2 separate regions of the Anser cygnoides genome follow, and region 2 is linked to region 1. A link is a contact called in public Hi-C data. All regions are on one chromosome and are shown on one strand. The core of a region is the stretch at or near the end of the contact, and the rest is flanking DNA. Distances in the headings are between cores, read along the strand shown.

Region 1 (3,405 bases), core at 343-2,842:
AGAAAAAAGCCTACTGCTATCTTGAGCCACACATTGCAAAACTTTGTTTATGAATGTTGATGTAGATGTTCCAACACCGATGGCTGGACTCCAGATTTTTGTTTTCAAACAGTCACCTGTGGTTCCGTAGTGTTTGTGCCCGTTCAAGTTTCATAATCCCTTAACAAAATACTTTGAAGTTATAATACCTCACTTTCTATGCTTTAAACATTTCTTCCGGACTGTTTTTCCTCTTTTGGTCACATGTTGTTTTTTTCCAAAGTGCAGTGCCACATACAGCAGGACAGCCTGGCAAAATGGACTAGCTTTGATCCAACGCAAACTGTTTCTGAAGCTTACAGGCAAGCAATCATTCTCCTTGCAGAGACTAGTTATATCTTTGGAACAGCATCAGCAGTTCAGCTCTATTTTGCCAGCTATGCTATTCCAAATTACATAAGATGCTGCTGCTTACAAACCTTTACAAAATAACTACTTTTTTTTTTTTATAATAAAATCCTAAGGGAGAAGAAACTTTCAAAAAGAACATCAGTCACAACGGAAGTGATTTATTTCTTCTGCAAAAACAGAGGGGAAGAAAAAGGCTGGATATTAGAAGTAAATTTAATCCCCACCCCAAGCGCTCCGGTTTTGGTTACCGCTCAGTTCCAGCGTTATAACTAGCAGAAAACCCACAGAAAAGCAGCAGCCCTTCCCCACCCCAGCTCAAAGCACGTACTGGTCCCATCGTGTTTGGAGGCGCGCCTCAGGTAACATCTGACGCCAAGTTTAAGCATTTGCTGCATCAGATGCTTACAGTAAGATGGCTGCCAGACCAGATGTTCCTATTATTTAGCCCTTTCACGTCTTTTTTCCCTGTTTTAGTTAAAATGTAAAGCGCAATTTACACTTCGTTGTTTGACTCGCTGTGCTAGTGATGTGCCTCATCTCGTGTAGATGCTGACTTTGCCTAGTTTTAACCGAAAAAGAAGACTTTATCACGGTGCTCAGGGAGGGTTCAGGCCCACGGTTCCCGGCAGATCAGGTCCCTCCTGCCTGTCCACCCGTGTCACCGCCTCCCTCTCCCATCTCCCCTTCTGCCTTTAGCCAAACTGGAAGCACTTGCAGGGCTGAAGAAAGGGACCCTCACAGCCTCAGCATCGCTTCACGCTCTGAACCAAGCACCATTTAGCCAAATACTTCACCCGGTGTTCCTGCAAAGGGAAAGCGCTCCCTGTCAGTGCCTACAGCGGCTCCAATCTTCACGCTCGTTATTTAAAAAATAAAACGACGTTAAAAAGAGGCAGCTGGGCGTTAAAACGCCGAGCCCCGGGGGCTGTCGGCCGCGTTTCGCAGCGCTGGACGCGGAGCTCCGTTGTGCGCCGACCGGTGCAGGCCCCTCGGCCCCGGGCCCGCGGGGAAGGAGGCGGGCGGGCGGGCAGGCCCCGGTTACCTGAGGATGTTGTGCGCCTCCATGCTGCGGTTCTGGTTGCTGGAGCACACGACGGCCACGCGGAGCGGCGAGGACGGCATGGCGGCGATGCGCGGCCCGGCCCGGCCCGGCCCCGGCGGCGGCTCCTCGCACAAAATGGCGGCCGCGGCGCGGCGGGGGGCGGGGCCCGTGCGTGTCGCCGGGTGGGGCCGGCGCCTGCCACGGCGAGGAGGGCAGGGCAGCGCCGGGCACGGAGGAGGGGAAAGCGCGATGTGGAGGACTCGGCCCCTTGTTTAACGCACGCAATTTCCACTCAAACCGCGGGGACTGGGAGTAGGGAGCGACGGGGAGGGATCCCCCAGCGCTCCGTTTGGGTTAATGACGTGATTCCCGGCGCTGTTCCACACGGAACGCCTCGGTTGCTGCCCCTCCTTTTTCCTTCTCTTTAATTCCAGTTTTATGTGGTACACAAATGTGGGGAGCTACGCTTCCTGCAGGTAGCTCACATCAGGAGCCGCGGCTTCCGATAAGTTCCGAGCCTGAGCCTTTATTTCCTTGACACCGGACTCCAAGATAAAAGCTCTCAAGAACTTTTTAAGATAAGGGTAGGGAATAAGGTTAGGATAAGGTTGTGGCCATATAACATCAACTGACCTCGTTTGTAATTCATCAGGTGTCTCATCTTCGCTTCCTGCTCCTCCAGCCCTCCATACAAAAGTGAAATTCCGCACATGAAATGTCCGGAGCCTACTCAAAAGGCCCAGAAAGCTCTACAGTTTATCCACTGACTAAATTGCTTTTGGAAGGTCTCGATACAAGCTTTAGCTTCAAATCTTTCTCTTAAAAGAATGCAAGAGAATTTGGAAAAATAGTAACAGCTGCTCCTATACTGACTGACTCCATCACTGCCCAAGGCCTGCACCACACCACAATGAAAACTCTGGTCTTCCCAAAACTCCCAGACCGCGGTTCAGCCTTTCCAAACTAAAAAGATCAGGGAAAAGTGTCACCTTCGTGAGCCAAGGCACCCTTCATGTGATGAGGACACCAAGGGGAAATTCATGTGTCAGCGCTTGAGCCCTGTCATTTACCAGCCTCTCCCGCCTCTGTTAAGAGGGATCATACTTTTGATCAAAAATGCCTATACAACAAAATTTTGTTTACGTACAACAACCAACTCATTAGGACACTCATCCCAACAGCAAAGCTGTGAGCCGCTCACCCTTTTGTGACGAGCCCTTGAATGTAGAAGCAGCAGGAGGATGGCTGTGGTAGCTTTGACCCCAGCAGGACCACTTGGAAGGCAGGCAGGGAATAGGCTCAGCACTCAGCACCTACTGGTTTTTGACACATCACACAACTCTTACCAGGAAATTCATTTCCATTTGTGCATCTGTCTTCCTCTCTGGAAATCTGTTCTAGTTTAGAAGGAATTTCACTGGTGCAAATCTGCATTTCATGCTGCATTTTCATCTTCTAAAAGCAGAATCTACAAGACATTCTTCAACTTCAGTGTGCTGATATATTACCCACAACCGCCATGAATTCCATTACACAGCCAGGGGCTCTTAATGATTTATATTTAGTTCTTCTACAGTTCTGAGGAGTCTCAGGCACACATATATATACACGTCCTCTTATGTTTCATCTACATATGCCCAGACAGAAATTTTATAATTTGCTGTGACCACAGCAGGTGATACATTCTAATCATCCCCAGATCCAAGTCCCCCAATTCAGCTACTACACAATCCTGTCTCATTTGATATACAGGCAATTTTCAAACACCCAGAAAGTAATTACTCCAATTTTATAATGTAAGGCCTTGGGAACTTCTTTCACTCTGTGTTTGTAATGCAACACTTTAATTACATCTCTGCAAAAAGCTGTTTCATAAATACCAAATATCTTTCCTGGCAGTCTTTGCATCTTTTTCCCAAATGTGTCCTATTCACAGATTTCACACACATTTAAGTTCCATTTGCCTGGCAATG
Region 2 (3,405 bases), core at 249-2,748, 140 kb after region 1:
ACCCACGAATCAAAGCATTAACAGTAAATTACAGAAAATCATAGTCATATGGATGAAAAGTCAATCTATTGTTACACACCAACTTTTAATACACAAGCAAACTGAGGATGAATTAAGCATCGAAGAGAACTCAGCATGCCTTTAACGACATCTTGAGCAAAATATTTCAGGTAGCAACCAAAACTGGACCACACTACACTGTTAAGCCTGAATCAGCCCTTCAAAGAGATATCTGGGCATCTCCTGGTAACAGGAGATAAGATAGAACATCAACATCCTCAAAAAGTTAATTTTTTTCCCATTAAGATACTTTTAAATGCTCTCCTCAGCACTTCCACCATTTCATTTCAGCAACACGTTCTAAGACGAGAACTCTGTTCTCTCATCGTTACCTATCTTCCATGGAGTCTTCCCTCCTGTAAGGTGAATTTCTGATCGTTATTTCCATGCGGTGATCTCTCAGCTCCCCCTCTTCAAGAGAATCCCGCTTCGAATCCCTATCATCCGACTGCCAAACAAACACAAGAAAGGGGAAAAACAGAATGGAAGTAATTTGTATGTCACAAAGAACAATAAAATAGTACTCAACTCTTCCATTTTTGGAAGAAAAATCTCCAGCTGTACAGCACGCTGACTTACGAGAGATTTTTGTAGTGTAAGCAGCTAAACACAGCTAGATTACATTTATAACAGTTCAGCTGTAATCACAACGTAATTAGACAAGATCAAACAACTATTAAGCGGTTATATTAACTAGTGTTATTTTTTAACGCAAAGATACTCCGTATAAAGTTGTAGAAAGTAATGTAAAAGTTATTTGAGAACATTTAACTCCATTTTTCTACAAAACCTCTTAAAAGGCTTTTAGGCGAAGTGCCACTGCCATTTAATTGTTGGTTTTTTTTTAATTTTTCTAACAAACAACCACGAAATGAAGAAATATAATAATTATTAATATATATTAGCGTTATACGCAATTATTGTATAAAATAACGATATTAATGACACGTATAACATAAGAGATGAAATGAAATCCTAGGAAAACGGTGTTTTCTGTCAAGCTTTGGCACGGGGGGGCAGAGATCACACACGAAGCGTGCGTACGAGCCCGGAGGATCCCCCCGGATCACCGAGACCCCCCCCGGATCACCAAGGATCCCCCTCCCCTGTCAGCTTACGTTCTTCATGCGCTTTATCTCTGCCTTCTCCTCCTGCTCCTTCCTCCGCTTCTTCTCCTGCAGAATCTCATCTAAAGTTTTCACTTTCCAAGAATCCTTTTCATCACCCATTGGGGTTTAAGAGCCCAAACCCCTGCGAATAAAGCACAAAAACCCCGCTCCGTTACCGAGCCCCTCAGGCCCCGGCCCCGGCCCCCCCCCAACCCCCTCAGCTCCCCCCCCCCGCTCACCGCCGCCGCTGCCGGGCCCCGGGACGAGCAGCGCCACGCGAGCGCGTCACTTCCGCCCGCCGCGGCCGGCTGATGACGCACACGGGAGGGGGGAACACGGGAGCCGCGAGGGGCCGCGTGGGGAAGGGCTGGCGGCGCCATTTTGACGCCGGGCTGCGGGGCAGCGCGGGTCGCCAAGGAACAGGCGAAGCGCCGGCTTCCCGTAGCGCTTCAGCCCCCTCAACCTACTTAGTTTTTAAATAAATACCCAGCCCGCTTAACGCTTTTTAAAAAATACCTAGTAAATGGCTGCGCGTGTATCATTCTTGAGGACCGTCCTTAGAATTACATTTAAAAAAAAGCACACAAAACAATGAATTTTATTGTTCCTTCGAGTAAGGCATGATTCCAAAGATTACTTAAGTCACATAACGGCAACAGAACTAATACGAGGAGAATTTACAGCAATCCAGTGTGACAAGAGCAGTTCCTAACCAGTTCCCCACATAAGACCATACACAGCTAGAACTTGAAACACTTACATTAACATGGTTAAGGAACTTAACCATAAAGAGAGATTACAATACATCACATCTCAGGAAATACTATATACAACTTCTTTATTGTCCATCTTTTGAGCTAGGAAATAATGTCATTTAAGGACCATAAACCACTGCAGGTAGCATCTCACACTGTGTACGTTCTGCAACAAACACTTGCGTTAGCTCAGCAGTGGAGGCCTGAAGAAACAGAATTTCACCTTGTTTCTTTGTTTTTGAAAAGTGACACATCCTCTTCCCCAGAACGTAATTGCTGAAATAATACAAGCCTAATGTTACTGTTTGTAAAACCTGCAGCAATCCTGCTCATTACCTACAGTCATATTGAATTAATTAGGTATGTATATGCTGAGAGTTGCATGGAATTCCAGAAACAGAGCTCTGTATCCAATCTGATGCACAGATGTTCTGCTGCAGTGGCTAAAAATGTTCTTCCACTACTTTGTGGATATGTTTTTGTTCTTGGAAACTTGAAGTTTTCCGTGGTTTCCAAGAGGAAGGCTAATTAGAGAACTGTTGTTGAAGGTTTATACATCTCAAAGGCCTGCCTTTTAACCCAGACAATGACCAGAATCCAAGAGCTTCTGTGCAAAGTAGTCAACTCCTCTTGTTTTATTAGATGACGTGTGAAATTGAAGACTGATATAACAAAATATCTCCTACCACTTGCACAACAGTTTAAAGCATCGTATTAAGGAAGGTGTGCTGTTGCTACAAGAACATACTTGGCAAACGTAAAACAAATAATCCATATAACTCTTGGTCATGGAGCTTGTCTTGATTAGTGCACAACTTTCAGGAATGTGGCTGTGCTAAATGCAAGTAGGATCGTAGAGTGTTACTGGAGAGGAATTTCCAAAAGAAATTGGGCAGTATGACTGCCATCAGAGAAAGCATTTAAAAGGCAGAGCTCAGGCATAACACTGTAACAGATTCTCAACATGGAAAAAAAATGGTCCTTTTCACCAAACAGGAGGAACTGCTAAGAGTCACTAATGTGACTGGGGAAAGAAAAGGTCTGTCTTACAAGTGGACAGTAAATAAGACTGGTTTACGTAGTCCCAATAAAAATAAAGGTCAAGAACTCTACATATAAAAGTACACAAGAGAAGCACTGGAAAACACCCCCCCAGTAAAACTGAATTATCATGCTGCCACCAAACAGGCAGGGCTAAACCAGCCACTAATAAACCCAGCTGTGTTAGAAATTACAAGTTCTAAAGTCCTCCCAGCTGGGGTTTCACAAGTTTTCCACTACTATGAAATAATATAAGATGCAAAAGTCTGCTAGCTTCTAACACGAGGCTCAGTTGATGAAGGGCATTACCTGACAACTGAGTTAGACAACCAGAAAGCCATTTACATTTTTGTACTCCCACAAGAGTAAAAACATGATACAAAACAGACTGTTTTCTGCTAAATACAGAGATTCTTGAAAGCATAACAACAAAAACACCT

Evidence for each region. A called contact is a pair of places that touch in the nucleus more often than the background predicts.
Region 2: a contact with region 1 is called in a Hi-C map of liver, with 2.5 times the contacts expected there. The contact joins the promoter of LOC106044628 here to the promoter of SSU72 in region 1. A contact is called at or near these places in 4 of 7 Hi-C or Micro-C datasets (granulosa cells and liver).

Annotation. Positions count from the first base shown.
Region 1 is chr23:6,062,476-6,065,880 of Taihu_goose_T2T_genome, forward strand. It overlaps SSU72 (SSU72 homolog, RNA polymerase II CTD phosphatase), which reads right to left and starts at 1,593. Exons shown (of 5, transcript XM_048067551.2): 1 at 1,433-1,593. The coding sequence starts at 1,512.
Region 2 is chr23:6,199,110-6,202,514 of Taihu_goose_T2T_genome, forward strand. It overlaps LOC106044628 (cyclin-dependent kinase 11B), which reads right to left and starts at 1,499. Exons shown (of 19, transcript XM_048067517.2): 1 at 1,409-1,499; 2 at 1,179-1,311; 3 at 393-508. The coding sequence starts at 1,289. It overlaps SLC35E2B (solute carrier family 35 member E2B), which reads right to left. Exons shown (of 11, transcript XM_066982232.1): 11 at 1,749-3,405.